2 separate regions of the Sus scrofa genome follow, and region 2 is linked to region 1. A link is a contact called in public Hi-C data. All regions are on one chromosome and are shown on one strand. Each heading gives the region's core, a stretch centred on a gene start, on an enhancer-like site or on the middle of the called end of the contact. The rest is flanking DNA. Distances are from core to core; before and after follow the strand shown.

Region 1 (5,986 bases), core at 937-3,436:
ACCCTCGCCCTCTCCAGGGGCTTCGGCAGTTCAGAGGTCAGGCACAGGCTGGTGACTGGAGTAGGAGCTGACTGAGGGGATGCTCCTCCATTTGGATGTTTAGGTAATCGACTTTGTTTAGAGTCGGCTCTGAAAGACTCATTCTTCAACCAAGCTCCTGTAATAAATAATACCATCTTAACACAGTGGAAAATAATCATTTAATGAATATTATCTTAATGCCAGGCTACAGCAGAAAAAAAATTTTTTGATAATTTAAAATACCCAATTTGCTTACCGGTTAGAGTGCTGTAGTATACAATGGTCCTCACAGGGTTTTCCTTTGACATCTAGAAGAAAACAATGAGTGTGGTGGCTGTTGAGTCTGTATTTACCACCACTGTGTGGTACTTTTTTGGTTCATAGAGAATAGTTAATTATGAAGACTGGACACACACGTCACCGGTAGCCCTATCATTCAAAAAGATGTACCTACAGGCTTCCTATAAAGTACTTCAAGAAATCTGGCCCAGGAGTTCCTGTTGTGGTGCAGCAGAAAGGATCAGACTAGTACCCAGGAGGATGTGGGTTCAATCCCTGGCCTCACTCAGTGAGTGGAGGATCCAGAGTTGCCATAAGCTGTGGTGTAGGACACAGACTAGTTTCGGATCCTGAGTTAATGTGGCTGTGGCTGCGGTGTAGGCTGGCAGTTACAGCTCTGTTTTGATCTCTGGCCTGGGAATTTCCATACGCTGTGGTGGGTTTGGCGCCAAAAAGCAAAAAAAAAAAAAAGAAAGAAAGAAAGAAAAAAAGAAAAAAGAAATCTGGCATGAATGGAATCAATCACCCATTCAGTGTTAAAGTGATGATTAACTCTTTTCTCCATCTTGTTTCATCCTTACTTTAAAATGAGTACACTCATTATTTATTTAAAAAGTGACTAGCAATGCATTTTAGTATAATATAATAGCATACGTTTTGTTGGTCAATTTTAGAGTGATTAACTCATCCTGTTTTGCCCAGGACCATCCAGATGTGAGCAGGGAAAGCCATGCATTCAGCAAAATCCCTCAATCCAGCAATAACCCGGAGGGCTGGTTACATTAAATTTGGTTAATTAAACTTATTCTACTTTAAAATATGTCTTTTTTTTTTTTTTTTTTTTTTGTCTTTTTACAGCCGCACCTGCGGCATATGGAGGTTCCCAGGATAGGGGTCCAATCGGAGCCGTAGCAGGATGCCTACACCACAGCAGTAGCAAAGCGGTATCCGAGCTGCCTCTGCGACCTACACCACCTCAACACCGGATCCTTAACCCACTGAGCAAGGCCAGGGATCGAAGCCCTCATGGGATGCTAGTTGGGTTCGTTAACCACTGAGCCACCACGGGAACCCCTAAAATATTTCAATGTTTTAAAAAATGAGTACACCTGTTATCCGTGAATGAATGGGAACACGTACGGGTTAGAGGAAGGTTCCCAATGATGCGCCAATCACTGATATTTGATGGGTACACAAAGCAGTACAAGATAGCTGCTTCCCGAGCAGCAAAAGTGTAAATAATACCTGTGACTTCTCTTCAAGTAAAACTGTTAGATTCTGTTTTCTAAATGCCTCTGTTTTAACCCATCAGCTCCTCTCCATCCCAATGCCTCTTAGTTTCCACCTCTTCTTGGAGGATTGAGCACTTCAAATCCCTTTAGGCACTCAAGGAGACTACAATCAGCTCCTGCGTCCTTGAGGCATCTCACCTTAGACTACCATCTTCCCGCAAGCAACCCACCCACGAGAACTCGCACTGCACTAGCCAGTCCCAGAATGCACCCTGCTGATTTCCAGGCCTCCACGGGTTTGCAAACACCATTCCCTAGGTCTACAGGGGAACGCGGAGATCCAGTTCCTTCTGACTCGAGAGGGAAGCGCTGGGAAGAGCGTGCATGGCTTGTGATCTGTCTTCACAGTCCCTAAAGTGTCAGACCAATGGGGCTCAAAGGAGACTAGCTTCATTCTCCACTTACCCGCTTTGTACCAGCGAGTGAAATAACGATCCACAAGCGAGGGCACCGCAGGGTCTGCGACCGCCACAGGGGTCTCGGGCTCGGTAGCCATGACGACCGCGGGAGCCGCAATCCCCGCCCTCCAGGACCCTGGCGCTGACTCCCTTCAAGCCCGGAGGAGGTTGTCTTTCCGGCGCGTGGCCAGGAAACAGCAGTGTGCGCATGCGCACTACTCCACTGACCCCGCAGGCTCCTCCCACCGGCGCCAAAACTGTGCTTTGGGGTCTGACGTCAAAGCGGGGGTCAAATACAATAGGCTGGACAGGAGGACGTAAGGCTAGGGGCGGTGGCTAGCGCAGCTTCATGCTTTACTTTGCGGGGCTCAGAGGAAGGACGGCCACGCCTTCTCCGCCTCGTTACGTCACTCCTGTAGTGCGCCGCGCGTGTCCGCTTACCTCGCTGTGGAGTCTGCGTTTCGCGGTTCGCTCCTCTGCCCAGCTCAGTCACTACCGGAGGGGGTCGGGCGGCCCGGCTCCCCTGCCCGGAGACCCCCGTGCTCACCGCGGGCCCAACCTCGGGCGGACGCACGGCTGTTTGGGCGTCCTCAGAGCTCCGCGCAGGTGAGGCTCGCAGGGACGTAGCTGGGGTGGAGGACATGGAAGCGGGCCTGTGTATCTTGGAGTGTGTTGATGCAGGGCTTCCCCGAATGCCCAACCGAGGTTTGCTGCAGGCCTTTGAGTGAATTGTGGCGTGACCACCTCTGCCTTCCAGCCTTAAGTTTTTTGCAGAACAGCTGCCTGCTCCGCCTTCCGAGGGCTCTGAGCGGTGCCGCAGGCTGGGGAGGACCTGCTGCTCCGCTAGCTGCAAGCGAATCCAGTCTCCATATTCCTTTCAGGTGCTGACCATGCTGTTGAACCAATTAACACGTCAGTTAAAGCGAAACGATGCTTTAATTGATAGAAGGTGACGGTAGTAAAGATTTAGGTTGCAGGGCTGCAACCCCTTCTCGCATCTGCAACTTTCTTGGAGATGTTGTCCCTGCGTTTCTCCATGTATTGTGGTATCTTATGGCTCTCTCCCCCGTTAAGCTGTGACCTCCGTGGAGGCAATGATTGTCAGTCATCCTTTGTCCAGAACCACCATTTAGCAACTGCTCAGTAGGTGTTTGATGTAGGTCTCAAACCGGATGGTAGGATTAAGTACTGTGTAAAGGATTCAAACCTTACTGAAACTGACAGTATTAATGGCCTGAACCTAGCCAGAACACAGATTGGGACTTGAACCCATGTGCCGGGACTCCAACCCGGCCTAAACCCAGATTGGACTTAAGCCCACAGTTTTAAATTAGAATTGCTCACCCTAAGTCTGGACTCACTGAGGTTCAGGTTCTTCATGTCTCCACGCAGAAGGAATTCAGTGAGAGACAAAGTGATAGGCAGGAAATATATTTGTTAAGGTAGGACGCTTGTGAGAGATGCAAGCGGGCAAGCATGGAAGCCCTGCCCCAAGGATCCAGCTTTAAGCAAGCCTGCCTTGTGCTGATGGTTTTCTTGAGCAATTTATTAACTTATAGTGCTCTCCCAATATCCCCTAAGTTTCCTTCTTTAAATATGGTCCTTTATCAGGACTTTTACAACTACCTGTGTCTACTCCATCCCTATCATTACATCGACAGGCAGGGCAGTAACCAATGAATAGTTTAATGTGAACCTGTGGGCTCAAGGGAGGCAGACACAGTTTCAGCTTGGAGGACAGAAAAGATAGAAATGCCATGTCCCCAAGGGGAAAACTAATTTGGTGGAGAATAACCAAGTATTTTATTCAACAGGTTGTATTTGATGTGCTTTTGAGGAATCCTTGTGATAATGTCAGGAGTTTGAAAATGTGAGTTTAGCTGTTTCACTTTGGGGAGGGTCAGGGCTAGTCATTTAGGTCTAATGAGCTTATTAGTAATCTGTTTGGTACAGGTAGGCCATAGGATTGATAATTAGCCAAGAGGGGCAGTGCTGAAGCAACAAGGGAAGAAAATAGAGAGGTTTGTCAGAAGTTTCAGAGGATCCAGGATTGATCTATGGTGTGGAGAAATCTTTAGCACATTTAAAGGCTGAGAAAGAATGAGTGATTGAGGGCAGGTGAGTTAGAGATTGCAGATATAAAAGAAAGGGTACAGATAAGCCGAGGTCCCTGAGAGTTTGATCCTGGTCTTGAAAAAGAATAGGACACTTCTGAGAAGACAGTGTAGGATCAGTAAGGATGATAGGTGTGAACATTTAGTTCATTTTGAGGCTAGAAGGGTGGGGAGGAGGCAGATGGATGACCTTGGCCACTAATTTTCAAAGCTCAGAGATTTGAGAACTCAGGTTTCCTGTCTTTGTCAATCAGGTTCCAGTTGGGAAAATAGAAACTACTCAGTATTTCAACAGAATTCAAGATGAAGAATTGGTGAAATAGTTGTTGGAGGAACGAAAAGCAAAAGGGAAGCAGTGAAGTAACTTAAAAAGTGAACTGTTGGAAGAAGTTAGAACACTTAACCTAGGTTTGAGGCTCAAAACAAGGGAAACTGTTGGGTTATCATGACCTAACCTGGAGGAAAGGCGTTGTAAAGCTGGTATTATTCTCCTCCAGAATGCAGAGGAGGAGCTCCACATTATTGGATTTCAGGCACCTGGATGGGACACCTGCCTGGTTAGTGCTGGTACCTCTGGGATGGTTGTGATCAGGCTGGTCCTGGGAGTGCTGGAGACTGGGACCAAGGGCCCCTTTAAGGGTGAAGGCCTATTGCTGGGGCAACATTGATAGCAACAGCAAGGTACCTGGAAAAAGAGAGTCTGTCTCAGCTTCTGCCTTGACTTTCTAAATTCTTGTGTTGGGGTCCGTGGACCCCAGAAGTCCACAGGTTGTTGGTGAATAGAATCCAAGTTCACAGGGAGGCACTTTGGTGGTCTGATCATAGCAGCAGTAAAAGCAATAATTATTATTAGCTAAACCAGCCTGAAATTCACCTGGTCCTCTCACCTGCCCACTTTTATCCCTTTCAAACTCCCCTCTAGGCAGAATGCCTCTCATCTCAAATCTTCCCATCCTTTCAGATCTTTGAAAGTGGTCAACTTTATCATGTGTGAAGATGAAAGATAAAATCATTTTTTTTATATGCTTTGAAAAACCCAAGCTTTTTATATAGAATTAAATCTAAATTGAGAGCTGACCCGGAATAATACCAGGTCAAATAATTTCCAGAAGTTCTTGAATGTAAATGTCGTGAAAGCCTACAAAAGCATTGTCTGCCTTGATTCTCTTCCTCACTTGCACCATGTGTGGTCCTGCTTTCCTCTTAACTGACATTATATGTTGTCTCATTCATACTGCACTGAATATTTTATCTGCTTTAACTTTATGTAGTATAAGAATCAACTCATGTTTGTTCTTTCTTTTTATGGCCGTACCTGCAGCATATGAGAGTTCACTGAGCAAGGGAAAGGGTGGACCCACATCCTCACAGAGACACAGTGGGAACTCCTCATGTTAATTCTTTCATTGGCATGTGTATGAAATGCAAGATGAGAAAATTCACCTTGGATTAAGGTGCCAGTAAGGCCAATGTGGTCTGTTAAATTGTCACCCCTACCTGAGTTAGAAACTTCTATTTATAAACCTTACTAGGATCTGGATATAAATATCCAGCACATTAACTTTTTTTCCCTTCTTAGATAATGCTATGCATTAAAGCAAGTCTGATTTTGCCAGTCCAAAGTAGGTTTCCTATTGTTCATTCCTTTCTGACCTTTGCTATTGCTCCGGTGAAAGCAGGATAAGAAAGCAGAGTTACTTGAAGTAGTTATATCAGGCTTCAAGCTCCTGGAATTATTGGTGATTATTTTGAAGTATGCTGTTGTGATTTCATAGTCTTTTCTTGAGAATAATAAATGGCTTATCTTTCATTTCATTTTTATTATTATTATTTTTGACTGTGCCCATGACATGTGGAAGTTCCCAGGGCCAGGGACTGAACC
Region 2 (5,986 bases), core at 1,521-4,020, 93 kb after region 1:
AGCAGCGGAGTTAGAATAACCGAGGGAAAAAAAAAGATCTAATCTGAATCCAATAGAGATGAGTGACAACCTAACAAATTATGTACATCTATGGTCTACAGATTGAGGCTGTGGAATTTATTTTACTTTCTCACTCTCTGCAAGAGGTAAGATGTCAACGTCAGAGGTTTTTTTCTTCAAAAAGGATGTAACATCAGGGAGTTCCCGTCATGGCTCAGCAGAAACGAATCTGACTAGCATCCATGAGGTTGTCGGTTTGATCTCTGGCCTCGCTCTGTGGGTTAAGGATCCAGCATTGCGGTGAGCTGTGGTGTAGGTTGCAGAAGCGGCTCAGATCTGGCGTTGCTGTGGCTGTGGTGTAGACCAGCAGCTACAGCTCTGATTTGACCCCTAGCCTGGGAACCTCCATATGCCACAAGTGCACCCCCAAAAAGAGAGAGAAAAGATATTTAACATCAGTTATTCTGCACAGAAGTTGAGAACACAATGAATGAGAAAACTTTTTTTTTTTTTTTTTTTGGTTTTTAGGGCTGCAACGACAGCATATGGAGGTTCCCAGGATAGGGGTTGAATCGGAGTTACAGCTGCCAGCCTACATCACAGCCACAGCAAAGCAGGATCCAAGCCAAGTCTGAGACCTACACCATAGCTCACGGCAATACTGGATCCTTAACCCAGTGAGCGAGGTCAGGGATCAAACCTGAAACCTCATGGTTACTAGTCGGATTTGTTTCCACTGCGCCACAACAGGAACTCCAAGAAAACTGTTTTATTTTTGTATATGAGCATGTCTTTCTAACTTGATTTATATAGTCATTTAAAAATTGGGAGTTCCCATCATGGCTGAGTGGTTAATGAATCTGATTAGCATCCATGTCCTCACAGATGGTTCGATCCCTGGCCTTGCTCAGTTAAGGATCTGGTTAAGGATCTGGCATTGCTGTGGGCTGTGGTGTAGGTCGCAGACACAGCTGGGATCCTATGTGGCTGTGGCTTTGGTGTAGGCCAGCGGCTACAGCTCCGATTTGACCCCTAGCCTGGGAACCTCAATATGCTGCAGTGTGGCCCTAAAACGCAAAAAACACCCCCCCCCAAAAAAAACAAACCAAAAAAACACACATATATATACTGATAGGTGAAATTAACTGAAATAAACTTTAATATTACAGCTATATTTATATACAAACTGGCTTTATTATCATTTAAAAAAACCTAAAATCGAAGAATTCCTTGCAGCACAGCAGGTTAAGGACTCAATGTTGTCTCTGTGAGTATGTGGGTTTGATCCCTGGCCTGGCTCACAGGGTTAAGGATCCATTGCTATCATAGGTTACGGCATGGGCTGCAGATGTTGTTGGGATCAGGTGTTTCTGCGGCTGTGGCTTAGGCCAAAGTTGCATTTCTGACTGACCCCCGGCCTGGGAACCTCCATATGGTGCAGGTGTGGCTGTAAAAGAAAAAAAAATTGAAATGAGAGGTGGGACTAAAGAAAAACATTTATTGTTCTCAGGAAGAAATGAAGTCACTATGAAATTACAACAGTACACTTCAAAATGATGACCAATTTCAGGAGCTTGAAATCCAATATAACCTACTTCACATAACACCACTTTCCTGGTCTGGTTTTCACCAAGGCAATAGAAAAGGTGAGAAAAGAAGGATTAAGAGAAAACCTGCTTTGGTCTGGCTAAATCAGACATATTTTAATGCATAACATCACCTACAAAGAAAAAAAAAAAGCTAATCTGCTGGATAATTATATCCAGATCCCTGTAAGTTTTACAATTGGACATCTCTAAATTACGTTAGGGGTGACAATCACACAGACCATGCTTACCTTATTGGCTTCTTACTCCAAGGTGAATTCTGTCATCTTGCATTTCATACAAATGACAATGAAAGAGTAAACACGAGTCTATTCTTATACTACACAGCGGATAAAATGTCAAGCGCAGTTGCTCCCACCCTGGCACACTGGGTTAAAAATACGACTACAGCGCTTGCTTCACTGCAGGAGGTGACAGTTCGATCCTGCAGGTGCAGTGGGTTAAAGGACCCAGCTGCGGCTCTGGTTGCAGCTAAAACTGGAATTCAATCCCTGGCCCGGAAACTTCCATAGGCCTGGATGCAGCCATCGAAAAAAAAAAGAAAAAAGAAAAAGTTAAGCTTAGTATGAGAGAACATATAATACGGGTTAACAGGAAGGTAGGATCACGCACATGAGAGTGAGGAAGAGAAGCAAGGCAGACAGTGATTTTGTAGGCTTTCATGACATATACATTCAAGAACTTCTGGTAATTATTCAAACCTGCATTATACCAGGCAGACTTTTAATTTAGATCTAATTCTATACAGATAGCTTGGATTTTTTTCAAAGCATATATATAAAAGCACGCTTCTGCGCTCCCCCACCCCAGCTGCTACATCGCTCCAAGCCTCATCTACGCAGCGTTGAGGGCCCCTAAACAGCCCTGGGTCCGCCCTGGGGTTGCTCCTGTGCCTCTCTCAACCCGCTGCTCCTGAGCTTCAGAGGCGCGCACTGTGTCTCCGGGCCGCCAGCCCGCGCGACTCCCTCGGATAGTGGCTGAGGCGGGGGAGAGGACCATCAGGGCAAACGAGCGAGCAGCTTAAGCGAGACTGAGACCGCGCACCTCGAGAACGAGGGCACCAGGCAGGGAGAGCAACCCATCCTTCTTCACCGATCCGCAAAATAAAGTGTGAAGCCCAGCGGGCTGCCGCCCCCATCCCTACGTCCCCCTGCCAAGCCAATCGTATTTCACCGCCATTTTGACGTCAGACAGCAAAGCATAGTAATTGGCCCCCGGTAGGGGGAGCCTGAGCGTCAGAAGAGCAGTGCGCTTGCGCATGGGCGTGTGTTTCCCCACCCCGCCCCCAACCCCGCCTCCCTCCACGCCCCGGGAGGACACCGCGCAAGATGCCTGGGAGAGGTCACGCTCAGATCCCAGGAGGCGGGGTTTGCAGCTCCAGAGGTCGTAGTGGCTACCGAGCCCGAGGCTCCAGTGGCATTCTTGGCTGACGACGCTTGTAGATCCTTACATCACTCGCTGATACAAAGCAGGTACGTGGGGAATGAAATCAGTCTCTCCTGAGCCTCGTTCACCTGACATTATAGGGACTATGATGACAGATCATAAGCCACGCGAGCTCTTCCCAGCGCTTCTTTCCCGCGTCAGAATGAACTGCATCTCTCTGTTCCCTTATAGGCCAAGGGAATGGCATTCGCAAACACGTAGAGGCTTGAAAAACAGCAGGGTGCTTTTTCTGGGGCTGGCGAGTGGAGTGCGAGCTCTGATGCAGGAAGGTGATAATCTAAGGTGAACTCCCCCAAGGAGGCAGGAGCTGATTGCAGTCTCCTTGAGTGCCTAAAGGGATCTAAGGGGCTCAATCCTCCAAGGAAAGGCGATACGTAAAATAAATGATCAAGTGGAAACTAAGGTAGAGGCAGAGATGGAGAGAAGAGGGTGGGCTAGAATAGACATTTTGAAAGCAGAATCTAACAGTTTTACTTGAAGAGAAGTTACAGGTATTACACATTTGTTGCTTAGAAGCAGGTATCTTGTATTGCTTTATGTACACACCAAATATCTGTGATTGGAGTTTCTTTGGAAGATCTTCCTCTAACCCATGCTTGTCCCTCATTCATTCAGGGATGACACCTGTACTCAATTGTTTACTTTACTTTTTAGGGCCTCACCATAGGGAAGTTCCCAGGCTAAGGGTCGAATCAGAACTGGGGCTCCTGGCCTATGCCACAGCCACATCAACGCCAAATTCCAGCCACATCTGCAACCTACACCACAGCTCATGGCACCATTGGATCCTTAACCCACTGAGCGATGCCAGGGGTTGAACCTGCATCCTCACGGATACTAGTTAGGCTTATAGCCTGCTGAGCCACAACAGGAACTCCCCAATTTTTAAGTACTGAAATATTTTAATGTAGCATATGTTTTATTAACCAAATTTAGTGTTTGGTTTACCCTGGATTGGGTGATAGCTGGAAGGTGTGACTTTCAGCACTAACACCAGGATTGTCCTGGGCAAACCAGGCTGAGTCAGTCACTCGAAAATTGACCAACATGTGCTACTGTATTATAAAAAGACTGCATTACTAATAACTTTTTTTTTAAATGGCTGCACCAGTGGTGGCTTACGGAATTTCCCGGGCCAGAGACTGAATCTGAGCCACAGGTGCAACCTAAGGCGCAGCTGTGACAAGGCCAGGTCCTTTAACCCACTGCCCCTGGTGGGCTATCAAACCCTCGCCTCCACAGCAACCTGAACCACTGCAGTCAGGTTCTTAACCTACTGCACCACACCAAGAACTCCATTAATCAGGTTTTTAAAATAAGAGTAGTAATGAGTATATTCATTTTAAAGTGAGGATAAAACAAGGTGGAACAAGGAGCTAATCATCACTTTTAACACTGAATGACTCCCATCTGGGCCAGATTTCCTTGTCTTTCTGTCTTGTTAGGGTCGCACCCTGAGCATATGGAGCTTCCCAGGCGAGGGGTCGAATTGGAGCTGTAGCTGCCGGCCTACACCACAGAGACATCAACGCCAGATCCGAGCCACGTCTGTGACCTACACCACAGCTAGTGGCAATGCTGGATCCTTAACCCACTGAGTGAGGCCAGGGATCGAACCCGCAACCTCATGGTTCCTAGTCAGATTCGTTTCCACTGTGCCACAATGGGAACTCCTATATCTTCCTTTTATATATATCTTTCAGAGTAATGAAGGGATACCACTGACGTATGTCTTCAGTCTTCATAATTTTGGTTCTTTTCTGTGAACCAAAGAAAGTACCACACAGTGTGGTCAATATGGATTCAACAGCCATCACATTCATTTCTTCCAGATGTCAGAGGAAAGCCCCAGGAGGAGCACTGTTTACTATAGCACTCTAACCGGCAAGCAAATTGGGTATTTTAAACTATGGTCTTGAACTGAATAAATATTCATTAAATGATTACACTTTACTGTGTTGAGGAGGTGTGGTTTTTTTTTTTTGTTTGTTTGTTTTTTGGTCATGCCTGGGAGCAAACCTGCATTACAGCAGTGACAAGGTGAGGTCCTTTAACTGCTGAGCAACCAGGGAACTCTGAGATGGTGTTATTTATAATAGGAGCTTGGTTGAAGAATGAGCCTTTCAGAGCCAACTCTAAACAAAGTCGATTACCCAAACATCCAAATGGAGGAAGGAGCACCCCCTCAGTCACCTCCTACCTCCAGTCACCAGCCTGTGCCTGACCTCTGAACTGCCTCTGAAGAGGGCGAGGGTAATGGCACAGGTGGTATCCTGTACATATGGGCAGGCCCACTTCCCTCTCTTCCACCTCCTGCTGTCTAAACCCTCCTGGTAGTCTTCCCTTTGCAGGGAAGGAAATTCAGTCCCATTTCCCCCCCCCCTTTTTTTTGGGCTTTTCTAGGGTTGCACCCACGGCATATGGAGGTTCCCAGGCTGGGGATTGAATCAGAGCTATAGCTGCCAGCCTATGCCACAGCCACAGCAATGCCAGATCCACCTTTGTCAGCAACCTACACCACAGTTCACAGCAACTCTGGATCCTTAACCCACTGAGTGAGCCCAGGGATCAAAACCACGTCCTTATGAATACTAGTCAGGTTTGTAATCCGCTGAGCCACAGTGGGAACTCCAGGTAAGTTACTTTTTATTTTTTATTTTTTTAATTTGTTTTTGGCCACACCCATGGCGTGTGGAAGTTCCCAGGCCAGGGATCAAACCTGTACTGCAGTTGTGACCTGCCCCACAATAGCAACCCTAGCCCCTGAAGTGACAACACCTGATCCTTAACCTGCTGCACCACAAGGGCACTCCCTACGTCAGTTACTTTTTAACCACAATTTTGGAGGAACAAATGAGGTAATATTTTTCTTCAAAACAATTTTGTTTTAAATAGCTGTGTCAGAGGACGGTTGATGGAAGTGAATGAAGATA

The links. Hi-C and Micro-C count contacts between places; a contact is called where the count stands out from the background.
Region 2: a Hi-C map of skeletal muscle shows a contact between it and region 1, with 2.9 times the contacts expected there. The contact joins the enhancer-like site here to the promoter of FAM206A in region 1. A contact is called at or near these places in 1 of 5 promoter capture datasets (liver), 19 of 47 Hi-C or Micro-C datasets (adipose tissue, blood, brain and 12 more) and 2 of 2 datasets of contacts at active chromatin or transcription factors (alveolar macrophages and skeletal muscle).

The regions. Positions count from the first base shown.
Region 1 is chr1:249,903,211-249,909,196 of Sscrofa11.1, forward strand. It overlaps FAM206A (protein Simiate), which reads right to left and starts at 2,187. Exons shown (of 6, transcript XM_001924196.7): 1 at 1,998-2,187; 2 at 278-329. The coding sequence starts at 2,088. It overlaps ELP1 (elongator complex protein 1), which reads left to right and starts at 2,340. Exons shown (of 37, transcript XM_001924394.6): 1 at 2,340-2,596. The coding sequence starts at 2,340.
Region 2 is chr1:249,995,876-250,001,861 of Sscrofa11.1, forward strand. No RefSeq gene overlaps it. Among named protein-coding and RNA genes, the nearest start is that of CTNNAL1, 80 kb to the right of the region's middle. Within about 2 kb of position 2,771, at least 52 of the 83 cell types and tissues checked have an H3K27ac peak or open chromatin away from gene starts, as enhancers often do. A contact at or near this core is called in adipose tissue, alveolar macrophages, embryonic fibroblasts and 5 more, where this site is marked.